Linked DNA regions of Xenopus tropicalis: region 1 is linked to region 2. The links are chromatin contacts, called in public Hi-C maps. All regions are on one chromosome and are shown on one strand. Each heading gives the region's core, a stretch centred on a gene start, on an enhancer-like site or on the middle of the called end of the contact. The rest is flanking DNA. Distances are from core to core; before and after follow the strand shown.

Region 1 (5,903 bases), core at 960-3,459, 180 kb before region 2:
TTATTATATACCAATATATTATATTGTCCCTGAGTATACTGTTGGGCAGTTTTAAGGCAGAAGTGGTTAGTGTTCTGCTCAGGTTTTACTAGATGGAAATAGACTGGAAGGGGAGCATAAGAACAAGGCAAAGACAGAGACTGACATAGACAGCAGCAGTAAAGCAAGTATGACAGATACAAGTCAGTGAAGAATGTCTAGAAAACAGAAGGGATCCCACAGTAAGGACTGTGACCCATAGAGCTACAGTTGTGTGGGTCTGTGGCTGGGGCAGGTTGGGGAAGGAGCAAGGGTTAGGGCAAAGGAAGCAATAAATCCATCCCTGCCCATAGGGAAACCTCCATTTCCCAGACTAATGTTGCCCATACATTGATATATTTTAATGGAGCTTCTTACCTGATAGATATCTGTCCAAAAATTAGGCAGGTTTGAAAATCCCATCAGGCAATGACCACACTGATACAATCCAATCGTTGGCCTATAGGTAGCCACTTCTGGCAAAGATGCACGGATCTTAATGTGTGTATGCCCATCTTAAAGGAGACATATCCTATAAAAATTATGAATGTACCAGGGAATTATACTCCTCTAGATATAGGATTGTGCTAAAAAATGTTGTGTTTCTGACTGATTTATTGAGAAATTCCCCCAAACCCCACTACCCCCGCCCATCTGTTCCATTTCCTGCTGGCTGAATTCTCTGGATGAGCTGGGGAGCTGGCGGCCCTCCGTACACTGCACTGTAGGATAGGAACCAATCAGCAGCTAGGCTGACCTGATTGGGAACTGAAGCCTGTCTGTGCTTGTGTGACTGCAGGGCTGTGATTGGCTCTCCCCCTCCTACTGTGCTTCTGGCAGGGACCGTTAGGACACGCCCACTCTCCATTTCAAACTCAGACAGAGTAGTGATAGGATCTATAGGGAGCTCCAATAAAGGGGCCATTGTTACAGATAGGGTTAATGTTTAGCCCAAAGGGAAACCAGCACCGTATATTATTCATAATTGCCTACAAAATTAGGGTTTTCCCATTTATGCAATATGTCTCCTTTAAGACAGTATATGGTAACTAGAAATTAAGGTAATTTTCGGTCTGAGTAAGGTTGCCATTACTCTAAATAAAATGGTATGAGCACTGTAAATACAATACTATGCAGTGAAGTACCATTTTTCATGGCAATGTAATGCTTGTGGTAGGGAACCCTGATCACTAAAAGTAGACCATACAAGAGTAAAGTCTGGCCAACTCTGATTTAGATACATTACAGTTGTGTATCTGTCCTGGCACTAGGAAATTAAACAAATCTATTGATTACGGTTCTTTGATGAATACTGATTGGTGAGAAAGGCTGACTCACAGATCAAGACCTTGGTGAAACAAGTGACATTCTTTGGGTGAAGACACACAGAGCTACTTAGTAGCAGCTACTTCTCATGGCTACTTAACACCAGAAAATACCCTGCCATAGACAATACTGAGAATAGCCTCTGCTAAAACACACATATTATCAGTAAATTACCAGCATTGTCTATTTCTGTAGCTGTGACAAGTAGCTGCTACTAGCTCAGTGTGTATTAACCCTTGCTGCCTACACTTGGTGCAATACAATTTTATTAGCTAATAAAAATAAGTATTTTTTTACATTTTCTCCCCCATTTATATATGCTTGTGAACAACTAAAAGGATTTACAGCACTTTCAGACTGAAAGGGGATTATAATTTGCTTAAAACCCTCATAGGAGTTTGTGAGTACCCACCTATACTGACTGTAATAAAGAATATCTTCTCTTTTTGGGGAAGGGGGCTGGCATATTCTGTGTTTATATAGCGCACTTATGTATGCAGCACTGTACATCAGTTGGTGGGTTTTACCAGATTTTCCCAGTGGTTTGTAGAAGACTGGAACTTGCCAGCATTTCCAGCAGGGACATTTTTAACAGCAGCAGAGATTCTAGTTCTAGCCCATCCTTGCATTAGATTTTTAACAGCTTTTATCTAATTTGAAAGTGTTATCTGTATTGTTCCTGTGATTTGTAGTGCAGTGTGTTTGCCTGGGGGAAAGTAATTTACTGCTGGAGCTGGTGCATTCTGGGAGGCAGGAAATATAATGGGGGAATAAGCAGCTCTCCGGCTTCTCTGAAAGCTACAGCCCCTTTTTTAATGTTTCCAACTTCCTGGGATGTTTCACTTGCTTTCCATCTGACTCCTCCTACTGTGTGGTCGGCAGGGCAGCTGCAGCCTGCAGGGTAAGGAAGTTTGTGCAAGCTACAGAGGCAACAACAAGCTCGTAACATGTCAGCGTACTGAAAAGTAAATGCGGTATGTGAGCCCAGGGCACATCTTGCTGGTTAGTACATACCACTAACTGAAGGAGAAGCTTTTTGTTCCTTTTAAAGCAGTTGTCAGTGTTATGTCTTTAAAAAGGTAATTTTCATTAAGGCATTGGAATTCTTTTTTAGGCAAAACCCAGGGTTCCTGCTGTTGCAGAACTGACACTTTCAGCTCTGCTGAGGAGGGATACTGGGAGTTGTACTGCTACAACAGCTGCAACACTTTTAAAGTTGTCTTTGTCTGCACTAGCTTACTGCAGGTATTATTCATTTTCAGTTAAGCAGGTTAAAGTCCTCTTAAGCATTGTCAGACACTTGTGAATGTGATCATTTATAGTAATATGGTTTTGTACATATGAGTATAATTGTGTGCTGCACTGCCCAAAGCTGTATGTAACAGTAGGTGACTATAGCTGGGATGGGGCATAAACAGGGCACGCAGAACTCCCTGGCTGATACACTGGGGGTCATTTATAACACTGGGCAAATTTGCATCTGGGTAGTAACTTATGGCAACCAATCAAAAGATTACTTTCAGTGTTCCACCTGCAGCTGGCTGGAAAAATCTAACCATTGGTTTACTGTCCAGTTGTGAATGTGCCCAGTGTTTATAATTGAACCCCACTAGTGTACTGATGTAAAATATTGTAAATGTTTGAACTGTGCTTTTCCTACTCTGTCAGTACAGCATACAATGAATGGCACAATTATGGCCGCCCCTCCATTTAGGATTCATTAGTATCCAGAGCTCTGGAGTGATACTGAAGTGCAGCAGTTATAGCATGAAAGGGGGATAGCAGTTACCTCTTAAATTCTGCCAGCTCTAAAGAGGGCTGTGAGAATGTCTGCATATACAAGCTGTTATAGGTACTGTATTTCTTTATGCTTCTGAAGATGTCATACTCTCCAACCTCACTTAAAAATGTTTATTTGAAAAGAGCAGCTTTGCAAGATGTAAATCACTAAATCATTATTTGGTACAGGTACAGGACCTGTTGTCCTGAACGCTCGGGACCAAGGGAATTCTGGATAAGGGGTCTTTCCGTAATTTGGATCTTCATATCTTAAAGGAGAAAGAAAGGTAAAAACTAAGTACGGTAAGCTTTATCAGAAAGGTCTATGTAAATACAGCCATAAGCACTCACAGAAAGGCTGCACTGAGTTCTCTGTCAAAAAATTCCTTGTGTCTGTAATTCCTGTGCAAGTGGACACGCAGCTCTCGGCTCTCTCCCCTCTCTTGCTCCCCCCTCCCTCAAGGATGCTAAGAACTCACACACACACACCCCCCCCCCCCCCCCTCTGTGTGGATCTGAGCCAATCAGCAGGAAGCTGAATCATAGTCTTACAAACTGAGTATGTACACTTGGGGATATATTTATCATGCTGTGTAAAAAGTGGAGTAAAACATTACTGGTGGTGTTGCTCATAGCAGCCAATCAGATGCTTTGCTTTGGTTTTCAAACTGTTGAAATCTAATTGCTGATTGGTTGCCCTGGGCAACATCACCGGTAATGGTTCACTCCACTTTTTACACAGCATGATAAATATACCCCCAAGTCTCGGTCTCGGTGCAGGAGCGAGGCATTATTGGAGCTTTCTTTACACAGCTCAGCGTTTTTTCTTCCTGTGTGGCTTCTGATCATCTGAACAGGTTAAATATGGGGAGACTTAAGGGCACTATTGAGAGAACTGAAGGTATGCCTGCAGCTTGAGATTAACTCTTTATTAGCCTTTCCTTCTCCTTTAAGTCTACTAAAAAAAGCAATAAAACATTAATTAAACCCAATAGGATTATTTTGCATCCAATAAGGATTAATTGTATCTTAGTTGGGGTCAAATACAATGCTCTGTTTTATTAATACAGAGAAAAAGGAAATCAGTTTTAAAAATCTGAATATTTGATTAAAATGGAGTCTGTGAGAGACCAACTTTCTGTAATTTGAATCTTTTTGGATAGCGGGTTTCCGGATAACAGATCCCAAGCCTGTACTTTTTTATAATTTTGTAATGTAATGTAATTTTCGAATTTTACATTGCACAGCATAGACAACAAGATTCTAATGGGAGATAATGGGGGAAAAAGAGAAAACTGTACAAAACTGTACAAAGCTGTGCTCTTTAATGTTGCAAACAACAGCAGGCGAAACAACATAGTCATTCCATATGTTGCTGGAACATCAGAAAAACTTAGGAGAATTTTCAACAAACATCGCATTCCTGTGTTTTTCAAACCCAGCAACACCCTGAGACAGAAGCTGGTGCACCCGAAAGACCCAACACCCAAGCACATGAAAAGTAATGTGGTCTATGCTGTCCAGTGTAGTGAAGAGTGCTCAGACTTATACATTGGGGAGACAAAACAACTTCTCTGTAAGAGAATGGCCCAACATAGGCGGGCAAACTCCTCAGGACAAGACTCAGCGGTCTATCTACACCTCAAAGAAAAAGGTCACTCTTTTGAGGACAGTAACGTGCATATTTTGGACCGAGAGGACAGATGGTTTGAAAGAGGTGTGAAAGAGGCCATTTATGCCAACCTGGAAAAACCATCCCTGAACAGAGGAGGGGGCCTGAGACACCGCTTGTCACCAACATACAATGGCGCGTTGACATCCTTACCCCGGCAGTTTCACAACAGTTCACACTTCCAGTCATGTACTTTGAAGGATTAACACCTTCATCAATGAGAATCTTGGTACCATTGTGATTGGATCATACCTTCTTACACCTGTCAGTTTCAGCTAACACCTAACTGAACAAGTTCAATGGAACCATTGTGATTGGATGTCTGTGACTCTACTACCATCAAGAGTTTAAATACCGGGGAATTCCCTACCAGTCATTTGAACTGAAGAAGCCACTCGGATGAGTGGTGAAACGTTTTCAAGAAAAACTCAGAAAAGTCCAGTTGTTTTAGACTTAATTCTACTAGATACTGTATATCATGACCTGGATGAATGAGAATCTTCATAGACATGTTGCAAAAATGAATGAATATGTCACTTCTGGGAGCACTGTCAAAGTACCTGTAGTACATTCCGAGGCAGAAGATGATAATGCCATAGCAGCATGTAAAATGAAATAGACAGAGAAAAGAAAAACTATGTAGTGAAGCAACATAAAGTAAAAGTCCAACAAAAGTTTAAATTCCTCTGCTTTATCCAGATTATGCTTTATCATAGTCCGCTTACTATTATGGATATGTCGTTTGTACAATGCCTTACGGAATTACACTCCCCATGCCAGTGTATTGCAGGGGGCCTGGTGCTGTTTACTGCGGATTTCTGATATCCCTTTGAATAAAGTGAAACATCCTACAACAATAGGTAATAGCTAGATCTGTCCCATTTCACTTCGGCAAAAAATGCGCGAATCTTTGAAAAGACTGAAATTTGTGTATCATTTTTTTTTGCACGTGATGGGGGCTGGGGTGTTCTGCAGTTAAAGTCATATATCTGATAATAGGGCAAAATGAAATCTCACATGCTTCAACATATTAATTCACTATCATTTTACATTCCGGCTTTCAATACTCACCCACTTTCCGCCTCAGTTACTAACCCTTACACTCAAA
Region 2 (5,517 bases), core at 2,033-4,532:
TGCCATCCCACCGGCTAGAATGTAAATCGCTGGTGGGATGGCATACGCGGCGGCGCAATTTGCCGAAGTTGCCTTGAGAGGAAGCTTCAACGACTTCAGCAAATTGCGCCGCCACGTATGCCATCCCACCGCCAATTTACATTCTAGCCAGTGGGATAGCATTTCGGGGAGATTAGTTGCCCACGACAAGGAAGATTTGTCACGTGGCGACTAATCTCCCCATGTGTCACAGCCCTTAACATCCTTGTCTGTTCCCTTTCATGACAAAGGAGGCAGAGGCTCACAATACTGCATTCTATAGACAAACAGTCCAAAATCACCTTTTTCCCTGACTCTCCTCTCTTAACTGTGCATGTAAAAAGGAAACGTTGTCTGCATTGATATATTCCAACTAATTACAGTTTATATTTGAATCAATTAGAGCTTTTAAACTGCTAATATATTGATAGACATTCATTTACTTACAGGCTTGGGTTTCTCTCTGGAATTACATTTCTTAAGGTGCTTTGGAAGCTGATCCTCATACACTGTGCTGTGAGAAAAACAAAAAAGAAGATACTGTAAGGCAGACTGGAATGTGAGACAGCTGAAAAGTGTATATATCGCTACTTTAAGAAAGCAGGACTAAAACAAAGTAAACTTACTGCTTGGGGTCCAAAGGGCATGGAATTCGTCTCCTGCTGTCATGCTCCTGCAGGAAATATCACATTAAGTCACTCAACACAAATATACAGAGAATATATCCATGATCACGGAAAGTCACAAAGCTGCAGGCCAAGGGTTTATACAGGTCACACAGTTCAGATATGACTTCTATTATTATTCTAATATATTTTAAGCAGGGGGTACATTGTTTTGTAATACAGGAGGTTTAAAAACTCAAGGGATACAAATTACATTCCTAAGCACCGATTATAAGGATATATTATACAGGAAATTCATTACATTTTTGTATTATGTTCAGTTATAATCCTCTCTAAAGGCACATCTGGGTTTCCCTCAGCCCTTCATTTCACTGCACACACTGTACAGTTAAACACATAAATTAATGTGTTTTACGGGAAGGGTAACCTTGATACCCATAGCTCTTAGTGTGAAATGAGCAGGTCATTTTCTGAGATTGCATGTGTCAGTCAAAATCACATTTGTCTTCCAGGTATTAGTTCTGTCACTCTCCAACTGCCTGTAGTTGGATATTGCCTTACAGATGGGTGTCAGCTTGTGAGACTATAAATTGTCGAGACTGAATGGTATATTTTTGGCTGAAAACAATACTACTAACTCACATTTGCTGTACAGTTAATCTGTGCCTTTACAAATGCTTTGTCCCTTTGTCTAGTCATCTATGCAGAGATGCTGTATCCTTAAAAAGACATCAACTAATCCCATGTAATCAGTGGAACAATGATCTGCTCTGGGTATTTTTACACTGGATTTTTCTTTACTACAGGAGAATTTCTGTCACCACAGGCTGCTGTTGATATTACTGGCAACTACCAAAAACCAAAATTCAAGGCAGATTTCACGCAGTGACAAGCAGTTGCCATTAATGAAGAAGATAAAGGGAAGGTATTTATATTTTAAAATACAAAAAGGTATTTTCAAGAGCTTTATTGCCCTCGGTTTACATGTGTGCCATCACCCTTAGGCAGTCTGCATGGGCAATATCAGAATTTCTCTGCAAGTGGATATAAGCAGGTGGAGGAAATGCCATGTGTGGTATTACTGAGTAAACATTAATCAGGATTAAAGCTGGCCATAAACATACCAATAAAATCAATTTTTGGATCGCGTATGGCCTCCAAGTTATTGTCCTGATAATTTTCTTACCATGACGATCAGTCATTTAGTCGATCGGCCAGGTTAGAAAATTTCAGTTGGATAAAGTTAAACTCTGTGCACGTATTGTGTATCTGACGATATCCTTGGGGGACCTACAATGGAAGTCACTTTCGTACGATTGGTGTCTGCCAACTATTTCACGTTCAGAACATCCTCTGATTTGTTGTTTTTATGATTTCACTCTACAATTTTAGTCTGAACATTAATTTCAGATTGTTGCATTTAAATGTACAACCGATATCCGAATATCTGAAGGTGTATGTACCCCTTTAGTGACCACCCTAAAGAAAGGGTGAGGGGGGAGCTGCCATATCAGCCTTTGTATATGTGTGTTTTCACTCTGTGCTGGAGATAATGTCCCACTCGGTTTAAAGTCCCCTATCCTCTGCCCATGTGTCCTCTGTGTTCCTTCATTCTGTATCCCTACTCCCCATCACGATTTCAATCCCACGTCCATTCACCTATAAACTCCCCATGCAGCCCCCAATATCCAGTAGTACCTCCCCGCTCTGAGCATGCTCCCCGCAGAACTTCTTTCCCTCAGAGACGATCATTTTGCAGAATCTTTTTTTCCTCTGTACAAAGTGACTGCACCGCCCGGGAAGGGGTCCCTTTGTAAAGCATTTAACTAAGGAAGAGTCCGGCTCGGAACCAGCAGGTACCTGCGGCTCCCGAGGGTCCATTTCGAAGTAATGAACAACAACTACTTCTCACTAAAGTATCGCCCACCCTATTCCCCTGACATTGATTCTATAAATCCCTCTGCCTTCCTCTCCCACCTAATATTCCACGTATTAGTCTAACCACTATGCCATTAGTAAAAATGGCTGCCGATTCGCAGCCCCTACGTACAGCTTCCGCTACGTTATGACGTCAGGACGTAGAGCGGTTGATTTGGAAATTGTGCCGCGATAAACATTGGCGGAACGTAACAAGGCGAGAGAGAAAATAGGAGGCGATACGAGAAAACGGATGGATTGGAAATAACTCAGGGGAAGCTTATTGGAGGAGCTGGTCAGGAGGTGCATGCTACCGAAAGAGAGCTGCTGTGTATGTGGCTTACAGCGTTACTGACGGGATAGCTGTCAGTGCTAAGGTCAAGGCAGGGGTGCAAGCCAAAGCAGAAGGAATAAGGTGGGCAGAGCGGCCACTGGGTTTATTGAGAAGCCTCGGGTAGAGAGTATACGTGTGATTACAGGTGTGGGGGAGATGGAGTTGTGCGCTGAGTGAGCTGTAACATGGGTGCCAGAGAGTGGCCGTGAGAATGCCCAGACAATAGCAGATATTCAGGGTGCGCTCCATTAACATGAAAACAAGGGAAAGGCCACGTATTTAGAGAGACGAGTTTAGGGTTTCTAATAGTAAGAACAAAAACGAAGCAGCACCTTTAGGGATACTGTGCCAAGGCGAGTGGGGCAGAGTGGGGACAATATACTGGGAAAATGTCCCAGATACAGGAATTGCTGAGCCAGCAAGTGAAAATCCTGCTGAGGAACAGAGAATGTGATGAGAGGTAAATATCTGAGGATTCACTTTTTTTCATTGTATTATATAGCAGAATTTATAGTACCAGTTTGTTTCTGGAGGTACCAGTGTGCAGCGTATAACAGCATGGTTTCCACTCTACTCACTTACACCAAGAAGGAAACCAGTCAAATAAATCTCCAGTCAGTTTATCCTGGTTCCCCCTCAAGCAGTTTATTTCACTACAAGTCTTCTTGAGCTTTTAAACTCTGACTGTCATTGGATGTGTATATTACTCAGCCTGGAATCTGCAACCAGTTATATAAAAACCCTAATGCCAGAATAAAAAGCCCTGAAAGCTTGCTGCTGCATGATCGGCTGTGGGTGACATTAAAAACTTATATTTGTGGCTTGATTGCCACATTCTATAACGGTTCTGCAGGGTTTGCCTTTAATGCTCACCTTGGAACAGGCAGTGGTTCTGCAGTATTTTCTTTTGCCAGGAAAGGCCTGAGCTCTTTATGTGCATTGCCAGTAACAGACTGTACACTTTGCAGAAAAGCTAAATTCGGTATGTGCTTTTCTGACTATTGCTAGTGCTGCATGTACAAATGAGCAGTGCCAGCCCTTTGATACTTTACTCCAGTGTCGGACTGGCCCACCAGGATACCAGGAAAACTCCCGGTGGGCCCAGGTGTAAGTGTGCCCTCCTGCTCCTGACCATTTGGCCTGTTTCATGGTCATTCCTTATTTCTGAATGGGAACAAAGAGTAGAAATAGATGGAAGAATAGATGCTAGCATGTAAATAAAAGGGACTTGAAGAATAAAGAGGTTGGGCGAGGAAAGGAGGAAAAATAGTTTGGAGAGTGGGGCCTATGGTCGAAGGTTTTCTGGTGGGCCCCTGGGGTCCCAGTCCGACACTGCTTTACTCCAAAGCCCCTCAATTGGAGCCTCCACAGATATAGCTGGCAATGTTAACTCCCATATCTCTGCATGCATCCTGCCAAGCACTGTATGCAGTAGGTAGCTGGCTAACTTATAGGCCACTGGAACAGAGGAAGCTGTAAAACGGCACCATTTATTTGTACTGAAAGCCAAATGTCTTTTATTGTAAAAAAAATGTGATGCTAAAGATGGCTATATGTCTAAGCAAACTAATGAACACTCTTTACAAGCACAAAATAGAATTTATTTTCCTCCATTGGTGAGTTCCTCTTATATAACCCATGGTGTAGCCTCTCTATAGATTTGTGGCAATACAAGCCCCTTTTTTGAAATTCAAGTATGTGCAGTAGTTGTTTTGTTGGATTTAAATCATTAGATTATCTAGCGTTCTTCATGTAGTATGTTAAAGGGGACATATTGTGTAAAAAACAGGAATGTGCATTATACTTCTTTAAATGTAGAAGGAATGGGCTTACAAATTCCACTTTTTGCTGGCTGTGCAGGGAAGCTGCTGGCCCTCAGCACACTGCACTGTAGGATAGGAACTAATCAGCAGCTAGGTAGACCTGATAGGGAACTGAAGCCTTTGAAAACAGCACTGTATATTATTGATCAGGACCTACAAGATTAGGGTGCGGGTTCACTAATGCTATATGTCCCCATTAGGTACCTTGGTCCTAAGCAAATGATGTTCAAACTAGACTGCAGGTTTGCAGTCATTAAAAAAAAAATGCCTTGGAAGGCCATATCTGCCAGTTGTCCCTAGCTAGACAGTTGTACACTTGTATAAAATTCATATAGCTCCTAAAAAAATCAATCCTTTATCTCTGAAAAACATTTATAGAAAAGTATTCTCATGCTGACAGAATTTCATTTAAATACTTCACTAACTAGGTTTCTAATCAGTGTAATGTTTGATTATCTGTTTTACAGGAGGCTTTATGTTCGGATCAGCATTGAGATGCATACTGCTACAAGCCCTGTACATAAAAAGGTACAATCTTACTCATTTTAGGCCCCATTTACTGTATGTAAGGCAGGGTGCAAAGTGCAAAACATAGTTGCAAAGACCTGCTCATTGGCAGAGTTGTATTCATAACTGGCTGGCTGGGGGTGGCATGTAAGCATATGGCCTTTGTACGAATCCTAGTTTGTACTTCATTCAGATGTGCAAAGTGTAAAGCATCAATGGGCTTCAACAAGCAATGAAGCCATTATTAAGTTCAGGGCTCTTTTTCACCCATAGTGTTGTGTTTTGCATCTTA

What was found. A called contact is a pair of places that touch in the nucleus more often than the background predicts.
Region 1: a Hi-C map of gastrula embryo shows a contact between it and region 2, with 1.7 times the contacts expected there. The contact joins the promoter of extl2 here to the promoter of sass6.2 in region 2. A contact is called at or near these places in 3 of 5 Hi-C or Micro-C datasets (brain, gastrula embryo and neurula embryo).

What each region holds. Positions count from the first base shown.
Region 1 is chr4:108,937,489-108,943,391 of UCB_Xtro_10.0, reverse strand. It overlaps extl2 (exostosin-like glycosyltransferase 2), which reads left to right and starts at 2,209. Exons shown (of 5, transcript NM_001007951.1): 1 at 2,209-2,245.
Region 2 is chr4:108,756,513-108,762,029 of UCB_Xtro_10.0, reverse strand. sass6.2 (SAS-6 centriolar assembly protein) reads left to right here and starts at 3,282. Exons shown (of 18, transcript NM_001127031.1): 1 at 3,282-3,355; 2 at 5,186-5,246. The coding sequence starts at 3,285. It overlaps trmt13 (tRNA methyltransferase 13 homolog (S. cerevisiae)), which reads right to left and starts at 2,646. Exons shown (of 11, transcript NM_001195675.1): 1 at 2,343-2,646; 2 at 645-691; 3 at 466-532. The coding sequence starts at 2,525.